Regions from separate parts of the Mus musculus genome. Here region 1 is linked to region 2. The links are chromatin contacts, called in public Hi-C maps. All regions are on one chromosome and are shown on one strand. The core of a region is the stretch at or near the end of the contact, and the rest is flanking DNA. Distances in the headings are between cores, read along the strand shown.

Evidence for each region. A called contact is a pair of places that touch in the nucleus more often than the background predicts.
Region 1: a Hi-C map of B cells shows a contact between it and region 2, with 5 read pairs. The contact joins the promoter of Srpr here to the promoter of Smarca4 in region 2. A contact is called at or near these places in 1 of 39 promoter capture datasets (cranial neural crest) and 1 of 484 Hi-C or Micro-C datasets (B cells).

What each region holds. Positions count from the first base shown.
Region 1 is chr9:35,207,766-35,213,338 of GRCm38.p6, reverse strand. It overlaps Srpr (signal recognition particle receptor ('docking protein')), which reads right to left and starts at 2,136. Exons shown (of 14, transcript NM_026130.1): 1 at 1,934-2,136; 2 at 1,264-1,347; 3 at 828-991; 4 at 459-619; 5 at 53-209. The coding sequence starts at 2,050. Foxred1 (FAD-dependent oxidoreductase domain containing 1) reads left to right here and starts at 2,284. Exons shown (of 11, transcript NM_001291448.1): 1 at 2,284-2,532; 2 at 3,174-3,394; 3 at 3,810-3,923; 4 at 4,183-4,301; 5 at 5,353-5,447. The coding sequence starts at 2,448.
Region 2 is chr9:21,612,978-21,618,689 of GRCm38.p6, reverse strand. It overlaps Smarca4 (SWI/SNF related, matrix associated, actin dependent regulator of chromatin, subfamily a, member 4), which reads right to left and starts at 2,521. Exons shown (of 34, transcript NM_001174078.1): 1 at 2,290-2,521. Mir1946b (microRNA 1946b) reads left to right here and starts at 5,114; the gene lies at 5,114-5,246.

The DNA.
Region 1 (5,573 bases), core at 887-3,386, about 14 Mb before region 2:
GGCCCCAGCACAGCTGGGTAACAGTCACCAGAGACAGGGTAACAGTGCTGACCTGGATTTGTCCAGACCCTTGCCATGCTTCTGAATGAACTCCTCTCTCTTCCTACGGATCAGCTCCTCTTTGGAAAGTTCTCCATTCTCAGGTCCCGCTGAGAGACCTGACTTTTCTGCAGGGGCTGTTTTGCTAGTAGCCAAAGTGCCATCAGAACCTGTTAAAAGAAACCTCACTGGAGGAAAAGAAACATAAATCCCAACCACCCAGGTAATAACTACAGTTCTTCCAAATCCTAAAGAGCAACTTGGACCAAACACCTTGGAGACTACAATGCCTCAAGGGAGTGATAGGGTGGTGAGCATTAAGTTAAAGGAGGCTAGCAATGTCAAAGAGTACCACAGAGTTTTATAATACTATGCTAACATCTTGTATGCCCTAGCAGGGTCAGGAAACTCAAACACACCTTCCTTTTTGGCCCCCCTTTTTTTGTTGTTTTTTGCTTTTTCCTTGGTCTTTTCCCCCCGTGTTTCAATCATGGACCTCACAGGTTTCTTAGCTTTTTCAGAATCTTCAAATTTCTTCATGGTAGTGGGAGCACGGATCTTACTGCTCTCCTCTGCTTCACTAAAGAGAAAAGAGACTAGTTGGTCTTTCTACCCATACAAGAGGACAACTCTGACTTAAGAAAAAGATCCCACATATCAAAAGGACTATAAGAAACAAGCTACAAAATGTGACTGGTTTGAACCCATGTAAATATTGATGCGCCACCGACAGGCAGGCACTCTTAAATCATGAAAATTTTCCCTTTGAACGGAGGAAAGCCTCTCACCGAAGGAGCCGCAGGAAGTCATTTTGGAAATCAAATGTGCCATTCAATAGACTTAAAGCACTCTGTTGTTGGATCTCTGTGCGATACTTATCCCGGAACAGTCGGTGCACATCATCTATCAACTTGTCTACATAGGTCAGCGTGAGGATCTTCTGAAAGCCAACCTGTTTATGGAAGGAGACGGAGCCAATAGATCTCCTTACATGCCAGCCCAGAATGGAAGGAAGCCAACTCAACCCAAGCCTCCAGAGATAGGTTTCCTGCCCCGGGAGAGCCAAGCTTACAATCTTACCCAGAAGTCGCTTGCTTTCTCCCCTCCACATTCCTAACTTTTTTCTATCACTTTATCACATACACAATACCCACAATTAATTAGGTTCATCAGTGGGGATGCTGTTGAGAACATAACTTGTCTTTCTAACATACCCCCACTTACCACAAACACCAGCTCAAACTGGTTGTCCAGTTTATACTTGAGTGTGAGAGCCTCATGAGTGAAAGAGTTGTTACCGCCCCGTTCCTGGAAAAAGAGCGTTTCAGCAGTCAGGCTACATCCACAGCAAAACCAGACTTTGGACTACGTTTGGGAAATAACCAGATATAATCCTGCCCTCAACAAGGGAGTTCTGGGACATTTCTAGCACCCCGTGAGAAAAAAAGACAGACAGACAGACACCAGGTAAGGACAAGGGGTAAAGCTGGGACAGGAGACAGGACACGTGGGAGCCAGGAAGTAAACAGTCATATATAAACAATCAGATCTTCTAGCAGCTGTGAACCATCTACTGTTCCTGAAAGGTGTTCTCGCATCCACAGTTTCACCCAACGTCAAAACAGCAGAAAACCACGCTGCTCGGATGAGTGGAGAGGGAGTTCGAGTCCATTAGGACGCCAGAACGTGGCTAGAGCCCCGGAAACGGGAGGAGTGGGGGGCGTCGCAAAGTTTCGGGATACTGTGATCCAGGCAAGGAAGTCGATCCTGGGTGGCCGGTAACCGACCAGTTTGAGGAGATCAGAACGGAAAGTGCGGAGTGACTACTGGAAAGGGGACCACAGTCTGGGTCTGAGGGACGACAGCCCGGAGTTCTGCCCCGCGGGGGTGGTACCTGCAGCAGTACGGAACGAATCAACGCGTTGACGGGCCCGGTGCACGAGTCGCTCACGCCCTGGAAACACCAGAGCACAAGCCCGCCCTTCGAGAAGATGGTGAAGAAGTCAAGCATGACGGAAGCGGGAGAAGACTTGAGGCCGAGACCGGGGCCGGGAACTCGGGCCGCGTCCGCCGCCGCCGCTTCCTGCTGCGCCAAGCGCGGGACACGTCACACCAGCAGCCCCCGGAAACCGGTTCAGCCGCACTTCCGCTACGAGCCTCCGTGGTCCCGCCCCTTTCCCGCTCAGGGCGCGCGAGATGACGTAGACTCAAGCCTGACCAATAGCACACAGGGGCGGGACTCCAGAGGCGATAGCTCCCCTATAGCGTGGAGGGGTGGAGCCTGAAGAGCACTGCCGGCTAATCGGCGCGTTCGTGTCTATTCCCCGTGGCGCGGACCGATGACAGGAAGGACAGAGTCGGCTTGAGGGGAACCCACCTCAAGCTGAAAGAAGCCGGGCTCTAAGGCCATGTTTCGCAGAGCGCTGCGTCTTGGCTTGGGCCCGGGCCTCCCATACCGGGGGCTACGCACACGCAAAGGAGGCTTTACTCTGGGTAAAGCTGAGGGCAGCAGTGGTTCTGGGGAGCCCAAACCCTCCATAGATGTGACCTTCAAGGTTCGACCCCCTGCCTCGTGCGGGCGGGACAGCGAGTTAGCTGGGGGAAGGGGTAGGCTTGCCTACTAAAGGTCAAAGAGCCGAGGCAAGTGTATGGCTCTCAAGGAGGCACTTCCCAGTGGACAATGCCATATAAATGGAAGCTTGCTGGCGATGATGGATAAGGATAAGAAACCATTACAAAGGTGCCCGGCTTTAGAAGGCTGTGCAGTATGAAGTATACTAGGGACTCGTTCCCTGGGCCTGGCATATCTGAGAATGGGGTTCAGGAGGGAGAGAGATCTGCAAGAGCTAAATAATGTGAGTCACATCTCGCTTGATGGGGAAACAGAAAGTAATTTCAGGAAGTTGAATCTTCCAGTGTTAGAGATCCATGATATTGGGGCCTGGTGGGACAAAGACCAAACAACAAAGTTCTAACAATACTGCTGCATATGAGTTGATCTTATGAGAAAGGATGACATTGGAGGTGTGGCAATCCAAATGCCTATTTCAGCCCCCCTTTTCCTGTACCCATCCTCCAACCCCCAACCACGCAGAAAAGAACATAAGTCATCTAACTGTAACTATGTCCTGCAGACTGGGATGCAAAGGTGTCTGACTTTAAGAAGAAGGTTGATTCCATCCTGCCTGGAAAGAAATATGAAGTGCTGTATGACACCAGCCACCTGCCCCCAGAACAGGCGGATGTGGTCATCATAGGAGGTGGGATTCTTGGTCTGTCTGTGGCCTTTTGGCTGAAGAAGCTGGAGAGTAGAAGAGGTGCCATTCGGGTGCTGGTGGTGGAGCAGGACCACACGGTGAGGTCAGGGAGTAAGGGCAGTCATCTTATTGAGGACACAGACTGTGGCATTGAGGGCAGGGACTGTGCTTTGGACTTTGGAGCTTAAGAAATAGTTCCAGGCTCTTCCTCCCTCAACAAAGACCCGCAGCAATAACATTGTTTTGTTGGGGAAGGGGAAGAGACTTTGCTACTGTTGTTTAATCTCTTTGGAGATGGGGTTTCAATATATGGCTGAAGCTGGCCCTGAACTCAGCATTTTCCATTCTGTGCCTCCCAAGTGCTCCGATTACACGTGCTCCAGAACATTTACCCATACTTGCTCCTTGAAAAATGATTCCCCTTTGCATTTAAATGTATAACTGACAGCTTCCATTGCAGGATTCCATTATATATTACATCATGACAGTCTACGTCGGTTTTTCTTTTCACAGTATTCACGGGCTTCCTCCACAGGGCCTTCTGTGGGCGGGATTTGGCAGCAGTTTTCCGTGCCTGAGAATGTCCAGCTCTCACTCTTTTCAATCAACTTTCTCCGGAACATAAATGTATGTACAGTAAGATTTGAAGGCTGGGGTGGGAGTCCCTTCTTTAGCCCAGAGATCAGTAGCCTAGCTGGTAAGGGGAACCAAGGAGAAGAGTGTGTTTGAGGCAACAAGATATTGGGATCCTTGACTGTCTTCCAGTGTTGGTGCCTAGAGAAGGGTTTGTCCTGATCTGGGCCACTGCTCCTGGAGCTGTGGTGAGGCCAGGGAGGTTCCCTTTTGTCAGCCTCCTTGGAGAGCAGCTCTTTTTCTTTGCACTCAGGAGTACCTGGCTGTGGTGGATGCTCCTCCTGTGGAACTTCAGTTCAACCCTTCCGGCTGTCTCTTGCTAGCTTCAGAAAAGGATGCTGCCACCTTGGAAAACAATGTGAAAATGCAAAGGTGGGTGCCCAGCACTGCCCTGAGCTGCTTCTTGGCTTCACATACTTCACTGAGCTCTTATACCAAGTTAGAAATCGGGAAGCTGAAGGTCAAGTCATAAGAATCTCCTCATTAGTAGCTCTTATTATCAGGAAAAATGGGCCTATTTAACCTTCAAGGCCCCATGACGAGGACTATCGCCCAGTCGTGGACACTTAGCACCCATGTAAGATACTCCCAAACCTAACAAACCAGAATCTCTAGGGAGTGGCCAGGGTACTGGGCTTCTAACAAGAATCCTAATTTAGGGATCAGCAAATTCTATAAAGGGCCAGACAGTAAATATTTTAGGTTTTCTTGTCATTTTGTCTCTGTTTCAACTTTTCTGCTCTGCCATTATAGCACAAAAGTAGCCACAGACAAAAAACATAGAAATAATTGAGTGTGGTCCACAAATAAAAGTAGGCAGCAGGTTGGCCTTAGCACATTGAGCTTCACATCAATTAAGGGTTGAACATCTTTGTGATATGGTATGCACAGGCTCTCTTCTGATATGCTGTGAATCTCACTAGTGAAACCAGATAAATGTCTGCGGATGCTAACTCATTAATTAATTTAATCAGAACATCCCATTTTACATGTGGGGAAACTGGGACAAGATCTAGTAAAGCTGGCATTGAGCCTCAGTTTAAACTAGACACTGGCTCATAGGAGTGTTTCTTGGCACTCTGATTCCCTGGCCAGTTAGTGTTCTAGAGGAGACACTCATTCTGAGGGACAAGGTTGTGCTAGGCAGCAGAGAAGAAAGTGTTTTACAGGAGGCAGTGGTGCGTGGTTCCCCACCATCTTGTGAAAGGAGATAGAGTAGGGCAAGGAGTTGAGAGTACTGAAGGGAGAGAGGAATGTAGAAAAGGAAAAATGAGCCTTCACATCCAGCAGTCAAGAGAAATGGGGCATTTGGGACAGACAGAACTGAGTGAACTGGACGTCCTCTCCTGGAGTCAGGGTCCATGTTTCTCCCCTCAGAATATTCTCCCTAACACATTAACTGAGATGCACACATTTCTCTTAGGCAGGAAGGAGCCAAAGTCTGCCTGATGTCTCCTGAGCAGCTGCAGACCAAGTTTCCCTGGATAAACGTAGAAGGAGTAGCTCTGGCGTCTTATGGTGAGGCTCACCATCAAAGCACGTCTTTCTTTCCCTGAAGATGGAGATTGAAGGCTCCTTGGGTTGGAAGGCTCAGTGTGCCATCTCCATACTGAAGGAGGACCACTTTCCTCCTGAGTAACAGGG
Region 2 (5,712 bases), core at 1,272-3,771:
CAATACATGTCTACCATGCACAGTGCCATGGATTCCAAGCTTAACAACACCCAAAACAACAAACAACAACAAAAAACCCACATTAATAAAAAAATAGCAAAATCAAAACAATGCTTGCAGGATACTAGCTTGGTGGAAGGACACTTACTTCCCTAGCATGTACAGGATCAACTTTGATCAACACCTCAAAAATTCAACACACTTAAGACTTAGGGAAAGGAGAAATGACTCAACAGGTAACTTGCACTGAAAACTGACTACCTGAGTTCAATCTCGGGAAACCACATGAAGGAGGGGAGAAATGACCCCGGCAAAGTCTCTCTGACCTCCACACACAAATAAATAAGGAATTGTAATGCTTTAAACTGCTTGGCACTGGTGGCTCAGTGTGAATCCCAGGCAGAGGCAGGCAGCTCTGAGTTCAGCTAGAAGTCAGCCTGGTCTATAAAGCAAGTTCCAGGACAGCCAGGGCTGCACAGAGAGACCCTGTCTCAAAAAAACAAATAAACAGGGCATGGTGGCACACACCTTTAATCCCAGCACTCAGGAGGCAGAGGCAGGCAAATTTCTAAGTTCAAGGCCACCTTGGTCTACAGAGTGAGTTCCAGGACAGCTAGGGCTATACAGAGAAACCCTGTCTGGAAAAACAAAAAACAAACAAAACTGAATTAATTAAAAAAAAAAAAAAACAAGGGCAGGAGAGATGGCTCAGTGGTTAAGAGCACTGACTGCCTTTTAGAAGGTCCTGAGTTCAAATCCCAGCAACCACATGGTGGCTCACAATTATCCGAAATGAGAGTCTGAAGACAGCTACAGTGTACTTAGATATAATAATAAATAAATCTTAAAAAATAAAAAATAATAAATAAATAAAAATAAAACATAAGTGGCCTTAAGGGCTTTGCTAATGCAAGAGTTTAATCCCAGTACTCAGAGGGCAGAGGCGGCCAATCTGTGTGAATTTGAGGGCAGCCGGTAACAGAGTTCTAGGACAGCCAGGACTATACAGTGAGAACAGAAGGGGGCCAGGAGAATCAAAACAAACCCAAAACTTCTTAATGAATTAATACACATGCAGGCCAAGGAGAAACGTCCCCATATTTACTGCCCATTCCCCTACCAGACATGTAACACAAAGTAAAAGATTCAACTATCTGCTGGACCAGTCAAGAACAAAGAACAGGGCAGGAAGCCTGGCTGAACATCATCCCAGCACTTGGGAGGTGGAGGCAGCAAAGTGAGGATGAAGCCAGCCTGGTCTACATGAGGAGCTGGATGTCAGCCTAGGTTATAAGAGTCTGTCTTCAAAATCAGAATAATGATGATGTAGGAACGATTTGCCTAGTTCTTCCCAATCCTAACAGCGAAAGTAATTCCCTTGTACAAAGGAGGAAACCAAGAGGTTTGGCGAGATTAGCGATTTCGCCTAAGGCCACACAGCAAGCTGACAGCAGCCGGCGCTGGGCATCAAACTCAAAGGCTGTCTGTCAGTTCAAACAAAAACTTGTTTCTAGTTCCTGAGGAGTCACTGGAGGTAAAAGGGATCAAGTAGATGTCTTCGGACCCGCACAAAACACTTGCCTTCGGTGTTTTAAAATAAAAAACCCTATCTTAAAAACTGGGAAGGGCCAAGGGACTCAAAAGAAAAACAATGCCGCCGAGAGCAAACGTCCCCAGGCATCTTTCACTTTTTAGGCAAACATTTTGAAGCCATGGAAGAAATTCTTTATTTTTCCTTCAAAATCTGCAATAATGAAATTTATCAAAAAAAAAAATAATAAACATGAAGAAAGTAAGGTCTGGAGACCGAAGAGGGCTCATGACTGTGTCCAAGCTACACTGGGCATCAATAACTGAGGTAAAAATGTTGCTCCCGACGCCCGACCACAGGGCATTGGGATCCCACCCGTTACAAACGAGGCCAGAAAAGCCCACGACACCTAGCCACTGTTCAAAGTTGGGGTCCACAGAAATTAAAGTGGGGGATCTGGATCTCTGAAACGCCAAAGGGAAGAAGCTTTGTCCAAGACCCTACGAGAACGCGCGCGCGGCCTTCACGCGGCCCAGAGCCACCCGCCTCGCCGGCCACAGTCAGGAAGCCGCCGCGGTCTCGCTGCACTGCGGCCTGAGACGCGCGCGCAGGGCTTCTTGACCCTCAGGCGCCGCCGTACCGCGACCCCGCTTTGGTCGCCCAGCTGCCCCCTCCCCCTCCCGGCGCCTCCGCTTCATTCAAACCGTCTTGCCCAAGCCCCGGGAGCCTGGTTCCGCCCGGGAGCCTCCATTCCTTACCTGGAGGTAACGGCGCCGTAACCTTCCTGGCGCCGCCCCCAACCCTCCACGAGGGGTCGGGGACAGAGTGGGCGTCTCGCTTCTCCTCAGGAAACAAAGAAGCCGTCTCCGCCGCTGCCAAGCGAGTGGGAAAGCCTCGCGCGCGCGCCCGCTGGGCTTCGCCAGGCCACCCCCCCCCACCGCACGCGCCCGCCGCGCGCCCCCGCCTCCCTGTCTACCCGCTCCACTTGCCCTGCTTCCGCTGCCCGGCCGGCCTCGTGCGCGCGCCAGCCCACCCTTCCGCTCTCTGCGCGCATGCTCAGCCATTCGCTGTGCGCACGCGTACTAGTCCTTTGAGGGCGCGAGGAGGTGGGCGGGCCCAGAGGCTGCACAAGATCCTGGTGCACCGCCCCTGTGGGGGGCTCGGGGCGGCTCTGCGCAAGCGCACATCTACCTCCCAGGCACGAAACTGGGCCTCAAGCCGGGAGGCATGCGCAGTGGGGGTAGCACTGCGGCGACGCTTAAAGGTTGGGGGAGGGGGTGGGTGGTCCAGATGGGAGATAGTAAGGATGAAATTAAAGTCCTCAGGCTCGGAGCAGTTGGAGCACCCAGGGAGGAAAGAGAAGCGGAGAGATGGCCAAGCTATCCCAGGACCGGCAGAGCCCACGCGGTGCTAAGTGCAGGCCCGGGAAACGCTTTGATCCTGGTTCTGGCGCTGCCCTGCCTGCTCTGCAAGACTCTGCCCTGGCCACATTTCCTGCAGAACCTGCTGAGGCCCAGTAATTAGCTTTACAAATATTTATTGAGCTGCTATCGGCTACTTGCTGCCCTCTATTACAGTCTGTGGGGAGGCAACCGAATGAATAAGTAAAATACAGAGTGTGAGGTAGAAACAGCCATATTCACAATTTAACTTCTGATTTCCAAGAAAGCCATTAGCCTTGGAGCATAGAACTCTGTCCAAATCTGTAGATTCATGCCTCTGGTTGAGTTTTTAAAATATTTGGTAGTGTTCGGGAGGCAGAGGCAGGTGGATCTCTTGAGTTTGTTACCAAGGTGTTACTTGTTTTTGTTGTGTGTCTTTATGGTTTGTTTGTTTGTTTGTTTGTTTGTTTTTATTTTTTTGGTTTTTCGAGACAGGGTTTCTCTGTGTAGCCCTGGCTGTCCTGGAACTCACTCTGTAGACCAGACTGGCCTCGAACTCAAGAAATCCGCCTGCCTCTGCCTCCCGAGTGCTGGGATTAAAGGCGTGCGCCACCACGCCCGGCTGTCTTTAGTTTTTTAAGACGGGTTTTCTTTGTGTAGCCGTGGCTGTCCTGGCACTTGCTCTAGACTAAGCTGGCCTCGAACTCAGACATCTTCCTTCCTGAGTGCTGCATGCATGTACCAATCCAGCTTGGTCTTTTACATAGTGAGGTTCCAGGGCAGCCATGGATACAAAGTGAGACCTTCTCTAAGTAAACAAACAAAAGGGTGTTTTCTGCCACAAAGAACAAAAAAGAATGTTTCAGGCCATTAAATCACTGGCCTGCTACTGCCTCTTAAACGCTAGGGTTACAGACCCAAGATACCAAGACTGGCAAACTATCATGGTATTTTCGCTTGGTTGTTTTGTTTTGTTTTTGTTTTTCGAGGACAGAGTTTCTTTGTGTAGCTCTGGCTGACCTGGAACTGGATCCTGAGACCAGGGTGACCTCGAACTGACATCTACCTGCCTCTGCTTCCCCACCACCACCCCCCACCCCACCCCACCCCCAACACACACAGCTCAGTTCTGGTTTTCAGGTTTATTTTCAGCCGGAGTTTAGTGGCATTTGTCCTTAATCTCACCAAGCTGATCTTTGTTTGTGGCCAACTTTATCCACATAGTGAGTTCCAGGCCTGCCAAGGTTACATAATGAGATTTTCTCAAAAAAATAAATTTTCTCAAAAAAATAAATTTTGGTGACTGGATAGGTGGCTCAGCAGTTAAGAGCACTTGCCCTTGCAGAGGACCTCCATTCCGTTCCCAACACTTCTCGGGGGCCAGAACTGCTTCCAACTCAGGAGCTTCGCCTGAGTACTAGGAATACTAGAATATTCTCTCTCTCTCTCTCTCTCTCTCTCTCTCTCTCTCTCTCTCTCTCTCTCTCTCCCCTCTCTCTGTCTCCAGAGTGCCATAATTAAAGGCATGTGCTACCAGTACCAGCCATACTAGATTTTTAATTTTTTTAATATATTTTTAAATTGTTTTCTTTTTTTTTTTTCTTTTTTGAGACAGGGTTTCCCTGTGCAGTCCTGGCTGTCCTGGAACTCACTCTGTAGACCAAGCTGGCCTCAACTCGGAAAGCCACCTGCCTCTGCCTCCCAAGTGCTGGGATTAAAGGCACACGCCACCACTGCCCTGCTGTTTTTGTTTTTCAAGACAGGGTTTCTATGTGTAGCCCTTCAGTAGGCTGGCCTCAAATCTGTAGATTTGCTTGCTGTTGCCTACTGACTGCCTGGACTAAAGGTGTGCACCATCACGACCTGGCTAGATTTCTTTTTAAGTATCATCTATGGACTAGGAGGGTGAGAGTATAATTCTTGCTTGTAGTGTGTGACTGGCATGCATGAAACCCTGGGTTCCATCGCCAACACTGAGTAAACTAGACATACAGGCATAGAGACACGTGCCTGTGGTCTCAGAAATAGAAATGCAGAGGCATGAAGATCCATAGTGCAAAGTCATCCTCAGCTTCAGAGAGATTTTTTTTTTTTTTTGAGACAGGGTTTCTTTGTGTAGCCCTGGCTGTCCTGGAACTCACTCTGTAGAGCAGGCTGACCTCAAACTCAGAAATCTACCTGGGTCTGCCTCCGGAGTGCTGGGATTAAAGGCGTGCGCCACCACTGCCCAGCTTTCAGAGTGAATTTGAGGCTATCTGGCTATATGAGACTGCTTCACAGGGTAAGAAAAGGGGAAAGTGCCGGGCAGTGGTGGCACATGCTTTTAATCCCAGCACTTGGGAGGCAGAGACAGGCAGATTTCTCAGTTCGAGGCCAGCCTGGTCTACAGAGTGAGTTCCAAGACAGCCAGGGCTACACAGAGAAACCCTGTCTCGAGAAACAAAATAACAAATAACAAAAAAAAAGAAAAAAGAAAAGAAAAGAAAAAAAAAAGGAAGAAAGAAAGAAAAAGAAAAGAGAGAAAAATGGGTGGGAGGGGGTGGTGATAAACAGAGACCAGGCTGCCTGTCTATTGAGTGGGCAACTCTGCCAAACACTCAACCTGCATCAACAAATTGGGTCTTTTCCATTCTAGATAGGTACGTACCAGGAAAATCATGAACAAGAGTCCAAATATATACAAAAGCTGGACCAGGTATAAGCCAGACTTCATAGTTAGCACACAAGTATGCTGGATCCAACATTGTCTTGTGTTCTCCATCTGTAAAACAGAAGCAGTAACTTTTACTAGGACCCCTC